Linked DNA regions of Gossypium arboreum: region 1 is linked to region 2. The links are chromatin contacts, called in public Hi-C maps. All regions are on one chromosome and are shown on one strand. The core of a region is the stretch at or near the end of the contact, and the rest is flanking DNA. Distances in the headings are between cores, read along the strand shown. Region 1 holds the start of LOC108489214 (protein FAR1-RELATED SEQUENCE 11-like). Region 2 holds the start of LOC108488361 (photosystem II D1 precursor processing protein PSB27-H2, chloroplastic).

Region 1 (6,867 bases), core at 81-2,580, 63 kb before region 2:
AAGAACTAATTCTTCAATTAACCCAATGTGTAGACTAACATTGCAAATCAAAGGGAACTTGAAAATTCCACTATATTTCGATAAAATAAAGCCAGATCAAAACAATAAAAAAAAAACAGAATATAGCTTAAATTTGGAGAAAAAAGAACTCACTCGATAGCTAAATTTCTCAATGCAAGCTTGATTTCTTAGCCATTTGATACCCTCTGGAAAATGACCCTACACCCAGAAAAGGGAAATCATTACAATTTAAAAAGGAACTCGCTTATTTACATTTTGAGTAACTTGCTTAATAAATTTGCAAAAATGAACTCTTTAAATTTGAATTAAATAATATTCGATTGATTGGACTTGTAAATTTAATTTTGGGCTTGTTCATAATTTTGTCGAATTTAATTTGAACTTAAAGTGGATTTGGGCTCTTTTTATAATTTGGATAATTTTGGCTCATTAATGTTTGGCATATATAAGTATTTTTCTGTAATTTTGAATTACAAAAATACAAAAAAATACCAAAAGGGGGAATGGGAAAATTACAAGAAGGCCCCCCTGGTTTTGCAAATTTTATAATCTGGTCCGCAGGACCCTGCACTTGCTCCACCACACCACTCGTGAACCACCATCCAACCCCAACTCAGCAAATCAACCACCATAATTTTAAAAAAACAAAGGAAAACTTCTTTTTTTACGAAATCCCAGCTTGAACCTGAAAATAAGCAGAGAAATCAGAAGAAGAAAAAGTAAGAAACTACTTTCACCCAAGGATTCATCGGAGCCGTTTGGGGTCTCCGTTCATCGATCCGGACGGTCGAAAGTCAGCCACCTACGAGAGCAGCCCCATATCTCGGAATCGTGCTGGATCAACGGTAAACGGCGGAGATCAGGTCAGGAGAAGTTCAAGAGGTTTTCGGGTCCTAAAGTTTTTGTTTGGTTTCGATTTTGGAATATCGGAACCAGTAGAAGCGAACGGGGGAGAAAATCGGTCTTTTCGTGGCCTCCGATCAACATAAACGGCGGCACCGGCGGCGGTTAAAGAAGGCGGCAGTTAAGAATATCTCGCTAAGTAAAGGAAAGGGAAAAAATGAGATGAAAGGAGGAAAGAAACGACGGATCAGATGGAGCTGGAGAAGACCGCCGGAGAACCAGGCGGTGGCGGCAAGGGAGAGAAAGCTAGGGTTTGCTGAAGAGAGAAGAAGAATGAAAGATAAGAAGAGAAAGGAGAACAAAAGAATCGAGGAAGTGGGAAAGAAAAAGGAAAAACGAGAAAATGAAAAAACAGAAGCAAATAATACAATCACTTATTATTAATTTTTTTTTTATGGTTTTTATCCGAATAAAAACAAAATTTATTATCTCGAATGGTATGCACGTAACATTATTTACCAGAATAATATTTTTACAATAGTTATCATTGGTAGTGCCTTACAAGTTGACACCATCATTTTTCTTTTTCTATAATTATCATGCCATCATTGGGTCATAGGTGCCAATATTACTTGTCTAAATACGAGTTGGAAGGGTGCAGAAGATTTGTCAAGCGGCACCCAAGTAGACGGAGTTTGTCAGGCGAGATCAGCATTGCCTTCCAACACAAACTCTTCTCTGAAAAATATTAAATTTTTTATTCATAAAAAAATTATTATTATAAAAATAAAATTAATATTTTATTACTTATACCAAAAATACGAAATTGTTTTATTCCAAACGAACATTATAATTACACCAACAGTCCCAACTTTGGGGTAGCTGACAAAACAGTCACCTAGGTTTCATTTCAGTCACTCAACTTTCAAAAAGTTACAAAACAGTAACCAACGTTATAAAAAAAGTGACAAAATAGTCACGGATTAACTGTTACCGTTAGGGTGTTAACAGGATTGCTAACGTGGCAAGTTAACCAGCTGATGTGGCAAGTTAACTTGCCACGTTGGCAACGGCTGATTGGTGCTTGGTTTGGGGTGGGTTTAGGGAAAAATTTGAAGGGTTATGAGTTAATGTTTTAGGGTTAGAAACAGATTAGGATTAAGGAGATTTGGGGGGAAAGAAAAATCGATTTAGGAAATTTTGATCGTGATTTGGGGTTTTTTAGGGTTTAAACTGAATTGAGAATCGATTAAGAAGGGTTTAGGGTTAGAAATCGGTTCAATAATCGAGTAACAAGGTATAAGGTTTAGGGTACGATTATCTATTTTGTTTGGGGAGAAAAGAAGACGAACCAGAAACCATTCGGTATTTTTGATTGTCAGCGACAATGGGCAATAGAAAAGAAGCTATCAGTGTTGTTACATCCACTTTAACGGGTAAGTTGTTGTATTTAGTTGTAACTTTTTTTGGATTTCAATGCTGTTATTTCGATTTAGGGTTAATTAAGGTTATTTTGGTTTCAATTTTAATTTCGGTTTTGATTTTGATTTTGATTTCTATTTTGATTTTTATTACAATTTTGAAACACTCACTAATTCTGATTTAGATTTTGATTTCAATTTCGATTTCGATTTCGATCTCGATTTAGAATTAGAATTTGATTTTGATTTTGATTTGTATTTTGATTTTGATTTAGGGTTATTTCGATTTCGATTTTATTTGTTATTAATATGCATGACAGATTAGGGTTTGGTTTTTAATGTGTATGACATATAATGTGTATTGTATGCCATGTGCATGATGTTTATTGTTTGTATCTACCATTGTTGAATGCCATTATCAAACTGATGTTTATTGTGTATATATGCCATTGTTTGTATCCAAGCTCCTATTTTTTATTGTGCATATCTGCCACTATCACTCCCATTGTTATTTACCTTCTTTATTGTATTGGTTATTGCCTATTATTGTCTGCCATGTGCATGAGAAAAATGATTGTGTTTGATTAAATTAATTTTTGTATTGGTTGTTGTCTGCCATGTGCATAACAGAAGTGTTTGTATTAAATTATTGGGTATTTTGATTGGTTATTGTTTGACAGAAATGGATAAAATGTTTGCCTATGTTGTCTGCCTTTATTGATGAGTACTTTGTTTGGCAGGTTTAATTGATGACAATTTTAATGAGAATGAAGAAAACATGTCTAGTAATGATGTGTCTGGTAGTGATATGTCAGGTAGTGATAGTGATGCATCTGAAAGAGTTAATTTAGATGGTTTAAACATGGATCGTATAGAAGTAGATGAACTGTGTGATAGTGATTATTCTAGGAGGTTAGATAGTGCACATGAATCTGACTTAGATGGCCAAAATTGGCCTAAGTTCAACTTAGAGAATGACATGAGTAATCCTAGACTTATAGTTGGAATGTTATTTAAGTGTAAAGACAGTAAAAAATAAGCTGCCAAGCAGTATGGTAGGTAGAATAGTTATTTTATTAAGTTTCCCAAAAATTATTTAAAAAGGTTAAAGGTAGTCTGCAGTGAAAAATGTTCTTGGTTCATATGGGCTTCTAGGCTAAACCCTAATGACCCTATTGACTAGACTTGGCAAATTAGGAGTTCAAACCCTAAGCATACTTGTTCTAAAGTCTATAAAAATAGGAATCTAACCTCAACTTGGATAGGTGAACATTATAAAGAAAAATTCATTACTGATCCTGATTATTCTCTGAAATCATTACAACAAGGTGTGAAAAGAGATTTTTGTTGCTTAGTCTCACTAACCAAATGTAGGAGGGCTAAACTTAGGGCATTTGAATTAATTGAAGGAGCTCATAAGGCTCAATATGAGAAGATTTATGAGCATTTGTTGGAGGTTAGGACCCAAAATGAGGGAACAACAATAATCTGTTATTTGGATAATAGATTGTTTCAAAGGATGTATGTCTGTCTCCAGGCATGCAAAGATGGCTATAGGGTTGGTTGTAGGAGGATAGTAGGTTTAGATGGATGTTTCTTAAAGTGATACTATGGTGGCTACTTGCTTGCAGCTGTTGGGATAGATGCAAATAATGACATTTATCCTCTTGCATATGTTGCTGTCGAAAGTGAAAACCAAGCATTATGGCTTTGGTTTTTAGAGTTGCTTGCAATAGACTTGGAAATTGTGAGCTCGTACCAAATATCTTTCATGTCTGACAAACAAAAGGTAAAACTCCATTTATTTATTCTTTTATGTTGTTTCTATTAAGGTTTGTCAAAGAATTAAACTATTTTTTTCTAATTGCAGAGACTTGTAGAAGCAATATGTATGTTGTTTCCTAATGCAGAAACAAGACACTGTATTAGGCACATGCATGCCAATTTTAAGAAGGTTGGTTTCCGAACAAAGAAATTGAAAGATTTACTTTGGAAAGCTGCCAGAGCAAGCACTACAAGGGAGTTTGAGGATGCTATGGATGAATTGAGGAAAACCAATCAGCATGCTTATGATTGGTTGAAGGAAAAGAACCCTACTCACTGGTCAAGGTCTCACTCCTCAATTAGGAGCCATTTTGACATGTTGGTGAATAATCTTTCTGAATCATTTAACAAGCTAAACCCCTATGTTTTATGTTTTTTACTAATCATTAGTAATTCACTAATCATTTATGTTGTTTACTGACAGATGATACTGGAAGCAAGAGGGAAACCTATTTTGACAATGATCGAAACAATAATGACCAAGATTATGTTGCTTATTGTCAAGAAGAAAGAAGAAGCTGACAAATGGAAAGGAATGTTGTGTCCAAAGATCAAGAAAAATGTGGATATAAATATAAAAGACTCATTAAGGTAAATATTTTTTCTGATGCCTATATCCTGACTTCATGTTGCTAATCACATGCTATTTTAGTAAATGTTTTTTAATATGCATGCACTGATTGTTGGTGTGTTGACTATTTATTAATATGCATACAGTGATTATTGGTGTGTTGGCTGTTTTTTAATATGCATGTAGTGAGTATTTTTTTATAATATGCATGTTGGTGGGGTTATTTTTTTAGGGGTGTGTGTGTATCATTGTTGGTGGGGCTATTCACAATGTTGTTTTAGTAATTATGTTTTAAACAAGCATGCTGACTTTTTTGTAGGTGTGTTCCATCACATGCTGGTAGGGACAAGTATCAAATTGAATATGGTCTATGCAGCCAGTATGTGGTAGACTTAGTTGAGAATTCCTGCTCCTACAGGAATTGAGATCTCACTGGCATCCCTTGCATGCATGCATTAGCTGTCATTCATTTAAAAGAAGAGTTCTCAGAGACCTATGTACAAACATAGTATACCAAGCAAACCCAACTTCAAATTTACTCCAACTTTGTAACTCTCGTAAGGGGTCCTAAACAATGGGCCTCTTTGTCATGCTACCAATATTGCCTCCTCCACTAAGAAAGCCACTTGGCAGACCTACTAAGGTGAGAAGGAAAGAACCTGATGAACCACAAAAAACAGAAAGGTTGAGTAAGAGAGGGGTGGAGATGAGGTGTAGTAAATATAAAAGAGTAGGCCACAATAAGAGGAGTTGCAAAGGGGAAGTTGGCCAAAACATTCCAGTAAGTCATTTGCTTTAAGTTAAGTTACAGTATACTTCTATTTATGAATTTGTTTGTTTTTCAGATTTCTTTTATTCTTGTAGGTTAAAAGACATAAAGTTGGTGTCCCAACTTAGCAACAGGCCACCCCAAATCAGCAAGAGGGTACCCCAACTCAACAGGCTGCCCCAACTCAGTTACCTACTGCCGCAACTCATCAACAAGCTGCCCTAAAACAAAAGCTTCCGTTCAAGAGAAAACTAACCACTGTTAGATGGATGCCTTCTACTCAAGAGCCGTCCATGACAGACCATTGATGATGATGTAAACAGACTGCATTTTGTTAACTTTTTAAAAATGTGTAAATTTACCTGCTACTGATTTATTAACTTAGGTAGATAATTTTTTTGTAAATTTGCCTATGATTGCTACTATTGATAAAATTAGGCATAGTCACTGGAATTTTTTGTAAATTTTCCCCTCATTCTCTTTGTAAACAATTTGGCATTTTCACCTTAATATATGAGTATTGATCCATGCTATTTGTTATCTCTTCTCTTCTAGCATATGTTTTTTTTCCATCTGTTATCTTTTCTAACAAATGTGTGACTATTAAGAAATGTGTAAGAATTGAGAATTGAGAATTGAGAAATACATATATTTTTTTCCATCTGTTGTCTTTTTCTAAAATATGAGTATTGAGAAATACAAATGAAATGAGCTGGTTAGCCATGTATATCAGCAGCCATGTATATCAGCAGCCATGTATAATACTTGTTCTAGCAATTTGTAAACAAGAACATGAGCTGGTTAGCCATGTATACTAGCAGTCATGTATAACATATGTTAAGCAACAAAAATATTCCAAAACAATTTGTAATCAACAAAAATATCTCATTTCAAGCCTTTCAAGTGTTTGTAAACAACCACATGAGCTGGTTAGCCATGTATACCAGCAGCCATGTATAACATATGTTAAGCAACAATATACCAGCAGGCATGTATACTAACATAAGCAACAATTTACCAGCAACAAAATTACAAAACATAAGCTAGTTTTCAATGAACATAAGATGATTTTTAAGCTTTTAAAAACAACAAAACAGTTACAATTACAAGCACTAATAACTAGGTCCTTCTCTCCCTCTTCCTTGCATCCTCCAATGTCTTCACTTTTTTCAAAAGACCCAACAAAAATTCTTAAATGAGGCGTCAATAGTGGATCAAACCAGCTGAAAAACCGACATGGTTTTTGAAATTTACTGCCGAATTTCTTACACCCAAAAAACCTCCTACCTGGGTTGTTATTAGACTAAGACGTGTATAATTTAGTTGGGTTTCCACAATAGCACACCGGAATCGCTTCAGGCATCTCCATTTTTCCTCTTCTCCTTCTTCTTCTTCTCTTCCTCCTTCTCCTCTTTTTC
Region 2 (6,354 bases), core at 206-2,705:
CGCGATTTATCGGGCATTATGAGACCTCTGATGATCCTAATGATGTACTCCCGAGCGTGTTCTTCTCTCTCAACTTCACTTGATTCCGCATCGATCCCGACAAAATTTCTTTTCAATCAGTTCATATTTATCTGACCTCCAAAAATTGTGTTCGAAACCCTCCCTAAAAGTTGCTCACATACATCTCTCTAATTGGCAACAACAACTAACCCATCCACCTGTAACCTGAGCTATAATTGCACGTCCTCGAGTGTGATAGTAACTCATCACATGGAAGATGGAATATGTATGTCTTGGTCTCCATCTTTCCACCAATATTCTTTTAAGTGTGGGGCCCAATTTATAACCCCTACCCATACGGCACGTGTAAAAATCTCGCATCTCTCAAGTATGGTTCAATTAAAAATGATGGAGGAGCAAATAGATCGCGAGTATACGTCTCCAAAATTCGATATTCCAGCTAATTATAAAAATATAAAATCTTAAATTTCAATATAACAACGAATAATTAAATTAAATTAAATTATATTAAAATAATTTTTTACCATTTACAATTGAATGGCCGAAATGTGTTTGCCATCCAAACGAATAAGAGAATTTGCCATTAATAATTTTAATAAATGCGAATAAAAATCGTAATACAAAATTAATTAAAAAACTTAATCCAATTTTAATAAAAAAATGAGAGTGAACTGAGAGAATTGAGTTGAGTGAGAATTAAGAAAGGATTGAGAGAGGATTGAGAATGAATTGAGAGAAAGTTGAGAGTGAATTGAAAAAGTGGAAAATTTGAGATTTAAATAGAAAAAATAAAGTTGGGGGAGGGGAGTCGTTGGAATTCAATTGTTGGGGATAGCTGTTAGGGAAAACGCGTCCAACTGGATGCATTTTCCTTCTCGATCCAAAATCAGTCTAATCCAATAAATTTCAAAAAAATCATCCTAATCTGATAATTTTTTTATGAAAATTAATATTTTTGTGTAATTCACCCCTCCTTTCATATTTATGTTTTCATTGTTTATTTATTTTGTCAAAAAAAAGTCTCATTGTTTTATTTTACTCTTTTATATGTTAAATAATTTTATTAATTTAATTTTTAGTAAACTAATATATATCTATAATTTAATATACTAGTAATTTAAAATGATTATAAAATGAATGATTAAAATATTTATAAAAATTATGATAAATTTTATTATTTTATTAAATAAAATTACAATTTCACATATTTTAATAATTTTGTAAAATAATATATTTTATTATTTTTAATTTAATGTGCTTAATAAAGTTTAAATTCAAATACATATCTTATCATTACAATACCAAATTTCATACTTACGGCTATTTTTAACATCATAATAGCAAATCGCATCAGTTATCCAAAGAAGTCACTTGAGAGCTAAACTGTTCTCAAGGGCAACACGTGTGTCGCTTGTGGATCGCGTGAGCCCACGGTTTTTGGTCGTTTATGCTGATTTGCCAGCCTTATCCTTCGTCGATCGGCGTACGCTGGAGCGACCCCCTGCCCTGATGTGTGAGATTTGTGCATAAGGCACGTGTGCCTAAATCTATGACGAACGAAATGAATCATCCATTATTTATTTTCAGCGGTCATTATATTTTACTTCTCTATCTTTCTCAAGTTTTAGGACCTTGAAAGTGTTTATCCGTTGGGCAAATCCAATAGGCTTAAATGACAATATAATCTCTTTTTATTTTTACTTTTAAATAGGTGAAATTGTTTGAGAAATCCATGTATTATAGAAATTATATCAAATTAAATTATCTACTATTAAATGAATCAAATTAATTCTTTTACTATTAAAAAGAATCAAATAAGATCAAATTGATATAGAGTTGACATTTGTTGTTCAAAAGAGTTACTATTTTTAGTTATTTTGGTTTTATAAATGAATTTTTGTTTAGAATTGAATTGTAAATGAAAAAATTCAAAATTTTCTTATACAATAAATATTATCTTTGATATAATTTAGACTTAATTAGATTCTTTTTAATAATATACAAACTAAATTAATCTATTTAATAATAAAGATACAAATTTAATACAATTTCTATAATACAGGTTCTTCCAACTACTTTAACCCTTTTAAATATAATTTAAAACTAAAAGGTATTTTTAATGAAAACTAAGACCCAGCTCCAACGTTGAAAACCTTATTCAAGGGTAAAACTATTTCAAATTGGACTATGATGAATGAATGTGTAAAAAGGAGAAACAAAGATGAGATAAAGGGCTGTATGATTTGGTTTAGCTTAACAAAATAATAATAAGCATGGAGTATGTCTAAGCTTTGTTAGACAGAAATGAGCAAAATTATGGGGGCATGTCTTCGGTAGTAGTGATAGCAGCATCCTTCAATTGTTTTGGATTATTGTCAGTCGGAAGAATACCCTGTTTTTGGATAGGCTTCCTAAATCAACACCCAGATACTTTTCTAGTGCACCTTTGCCTTGATGTTAAGAATTCCATTGAACCATCTTCAATAATTAGGTCTACACGACGGGCTAAGGAATTTTGAACACTTCATAGAAATGATTCAAAATGTTCTTGATGGTTCTGCATGACCACACAGTAAGTTTGAAGAAGAGAAAGCAATCATCAAGGAGAAGCAAGTGACATATAGCTAGGCCATTAAAAATAATTTTAACTCCATTCCTCCTCGGCTTTCATGAGCATGCAAGAGACAACATTTTGACAAATGAACAGAAAGATAGGGTGAGATAAGATCCTTATGATTAGAGGTGATAATGAGTCGAGTTGATTTGAGTTGGATTCATGTAAGGTATTTAAATTAATTTTTCAAGTTCAAATCTAATTTGAACCGAAAAATAAGTTTATTTTTTTGTCCAAGCCCAATCTAATTTAAGAAAAGTAAACCCGCGTCATACCCGGCTAACCCATATTTGATTTTTTTTAGATTAGTTTTATTTAAAAATAATTTTTTTAAAATATAATATATAAAATGCACAAAAATCGCTAAAATAAAATTTATTAACACATTAAAATTATTTATATTAAAAACTCTACCATAAGTATAATGGATGTTTTATTATATTAAAGAACACAAATAAATATAATAAATATTTTATTGTATTAAATATAATTTTAAAATTTTATATTTTGGGTTGAGTTATTTAGTTGAATAATTTTTTTTAAGTTTTGAATAATGGATTTAATTGTTATTGAGTTAGTGAGTTAATACAAATATAAATATAAATATACATGTCGATTAAGTCTTAACTCGATTTATATAAGTATTATTGTTAATGTAGGAGAATGTGAGTTCAAGTACATTGAAGTGCATTATCCTTTTATTTAGGGGTGGTGAAAGAATTATGAGTAGTTCTAAGTATTGTATCAAAAAAGAAAAGATATAATCAAAACCTAAAATAAGATTAATTCAACTTGTCCAAGGTATGAATAATTTGAAACTAGTATTTTTAGTTAGACCGAAATTGGTAATATAGAAATTGTATTAATACAATACACATACCTAACTTGAATTTAAACTATTCTGACTCATGAATATTTTTACCATCGAGGAGCAGTTTTCTTTTTAAAAATAAAACGAATTGTTACAACTACTTTTGTGTACTACAACCTAGACCTAGACGGTAAGCAATTATTTCCGGTATAACTAGGGGTGTAAATAAGATATTGATGTTTGTAAGCTATTCGAGTTCGTCTCTCGCGAGTCTTATCGAACTTTTCATATTTTTACCAATGCATCAAACTTAAACAACCAAAATAATAATAACAACAACACTGCTTTCAACTAAGGAGCTGTATATATGTATCATGTGCACTACAAAAATTCTTCAGCTGTGCTCAAATCATTCAATATCTCATTCTTAATCTCTTCTGGCAATGGAGCAGAGGGACCTGCCTTTGAGTAGAAACTGGCCAGTGCTCTAATCGCCTTTTCCAGTTCCATATATGATTCCTATGATGCAGATGTTTATAAAGAGTATCAGTGAAATCTAATGCTTTTAAACCATTCATCAGTCAAGGACGGTAGAAGATACATGCATACCTCACCAGCCACCTTCTCTTGCCCCCTCCAATTACTCAAATAATCTCGGATCGACTCCTTTGCCGAATCTGCCGTTCGTCTAAATTTAGCGACATCCTTGGGATCCTCCTTCAGCGATTCGCGCAGCGTTTTCACGACTTCTCTTGCCGACTTTACATAAGCCTTCGGCAACACTTTACCTGACTTTGTTTTCTCATTAGGATCAAACAACGATTTAATAGCCCCTGCAACACCTTGGTCCTCGTCCGATTCGGCCCGTACTGGTAATGGAGTCGAAATGCAGTTGAAGGTCAGAACAGCCAACAATGTAGCAGTGGTAGTACGTGCTATTATTCGGCGACGGCTCGAGAAAGATGGTTCAACTACATAACACCTAAATTGCAGTTTACCAACTGTGGTTCAACAAATAATTGAGATTGATGAGCAACAAAACGGTCAATCTGGAAGCATTTGATGTAAATACTAATACAAGGAATGTAGCTAACTGTTAAAAGCATAGATTATAAGGCAAATCATAGTTTGTAGTAAAATTCGAACCCTATTGTTTGCCTCAACCGAGCATAAATAGAAATCATGAATTATTTAAAAAAGGAAGGTAGAAAAGTAAAAGAAATCTGTGGCTTACATTTAGTTTGAGGTCTCTCCATGGAGTTGATATTAGGGACAGAAATCTTTGGGGCAAGATTAAGAGCCATTGTTGGTTGAATCTGAAGCAATAAATTAGAGTCCGCCCAAAGTGGGGGGTTACCTTGATGGCAAACAATCCAGAGTTAGTCAAATTCTATGTCATGTTCATTGCAAATACAGGTATTTTTTTTAATTGAAAACTGAAATATGATTTTGAGTACCTTTCTTGCACAGTAAATATATGCTGCCCCGAGAATGCTAATAATTACTGCAAAAAATTCAGGGGAAACTCCATCATAGATGTTAAGAAATAGATAAAAAAAGGAGAGTTCAAAAAGAAATTTCCACAGCTTGAAGAAATTGGGTACCTTCTGCAAAACCCCCCACCTTTTAGCAAATTTCGACCCAGACGATTTTTATCCAAAATGGAGATGGGAAGCTCTTTTAAAAAAAGATTGAGGGATTAGTTGGTCATTTCAGTTGCTTTTTCCATTTTTATTTGGTTAAACTACAACCATACTCACTAAATTATTAATAGATTTACACTTTAATCACTTTACTTCAAAATGTTACAGAACATAGTCCCTTAACTATTAAAAAGTTCTCATCGAATTACGAGACGTTGAGTTCTAACAGAAGTCTAATGTGAAATTTTCTAATTCCACGTAATATCCACGTATTTCAAATAAAAAACTTATGTTATATGTTAATATTTTTCATTTTCAATTTATAGAAAAACCCCTAAAATGTTAAAAACCTAATTTTTGTTTTTCATTTCGTTGAACAACAACAAAAACTTCTCTTCTTTCAATTTATAAGAATTGAAGTAATTACATAGATAACTACACCCATATTCAATTTTAAAAAATTATTTTTATGCATGTTTAAGTTATAAATTATTATATTATAAGCATGAAAGTAACAACCCACTCAGCATAAATCATACCGATTTGTTGTTCGTATATAATTAAGTAAGCCATAGTAGTAATGGGATGAATTATCAGTTAAAGTGTTGAGTTGGTGTGTTGTGTGAATTTATTAGTACACCTTTGTGAGGGATGTCTTGTTGTAATTCGCCATTTGACGAACTCTAAGGTTGGCGAACTCTAGGGTCTGGCGGACTCTTTTATGAGATGATACGCCAACCTTAGATATTCTGGGTGAACTTGTTAGTTTGTGGAGCGGTACGATTGCTTTATGTGGAAACGATAACTCGATCGATATCTATAACACCTCGTTTTCAATAAAATCGAAATAGTGGTTTCGGGACCACAAATCCAAGTCCGAAAGAATTTTTTTTAATATTCTTTTATGGTCTACAGTATGATGGGAATATCGTATGAAAATTTCGTTAAAAAAATTTACTAATTTTATGTTTAATCTGATAAAAAAGGACCAAATTGCATAAAGTGAAAAAGTTGAATTCTAGTAGCTAAAGGGATCAAATAGCTATGGAATTTAAAATTTGAGTCCTTATATGGTAAATAGACCATTAAGAGGAGTTAGTAGATAAGTATGATGATTCATTCATGGAAAATTAAATAAAGAAAATGACTAAATTGGAAATAGAAATAATTAAAGATGATAAAAATCTAATATCATCTTATTTCATCATCTTTCCCAAATTAAAAAGATGAAAACCCTAGCCATGGAGAATTGAAGAAAGAGAAAC

Evidence for each region. A called contact is a pair of places that touch in the nucleus more often than the background predicts.
Region 1: a contact with region 2 is called in a Hi-C map of leaf, with 2.9 times the contacts expected there. The contact joins the promoter of LOC108489214 here to the enhancer-like site in region 2. A contact is called at or near these places in 2 of 5 Hi-C or Micro-C datasets (both in leaf).

Annotation. Positions count from the first base shown.
Region 1 is chr10:108,438,090-108,444,956 of ASM2569848v2, reverse strand. LOC108489214 (protein FAR1-RELATED SEQUENCE 11-like) reads right to left here and starts at 1,330. Exons shown (of 5, transcript XM_017793578.2): 1 at 753-1,330; 2 at 154-219.
Region 2 is chr10:108,375,817-108,382,170 of ASM2569848v2, reverse strand. It overlaps LOC108488361 (photosystem II D1 precursor processing protein PSB27-H2, chloroplastic), which reads right to left and starts at 5,142. Exons shown (of 5, transcript XM_053020442.1): 1 at 5,051-5,142; 2 at 4,904-4,950; 3 at 4,681-4,803; 4 at 4,056-4,447; 5 at 3,551-3,965. The coding sequence starts at 4,750. The coding sequence ends at 3,828. Within about 2 kb of position 1,455, at least 1 of the 2 cell types and tissues checked has an H3K27ac peak or open chromatin away from gene starts, as enhancers often do. A contact at or near this core is called in leaf, where this site is marked.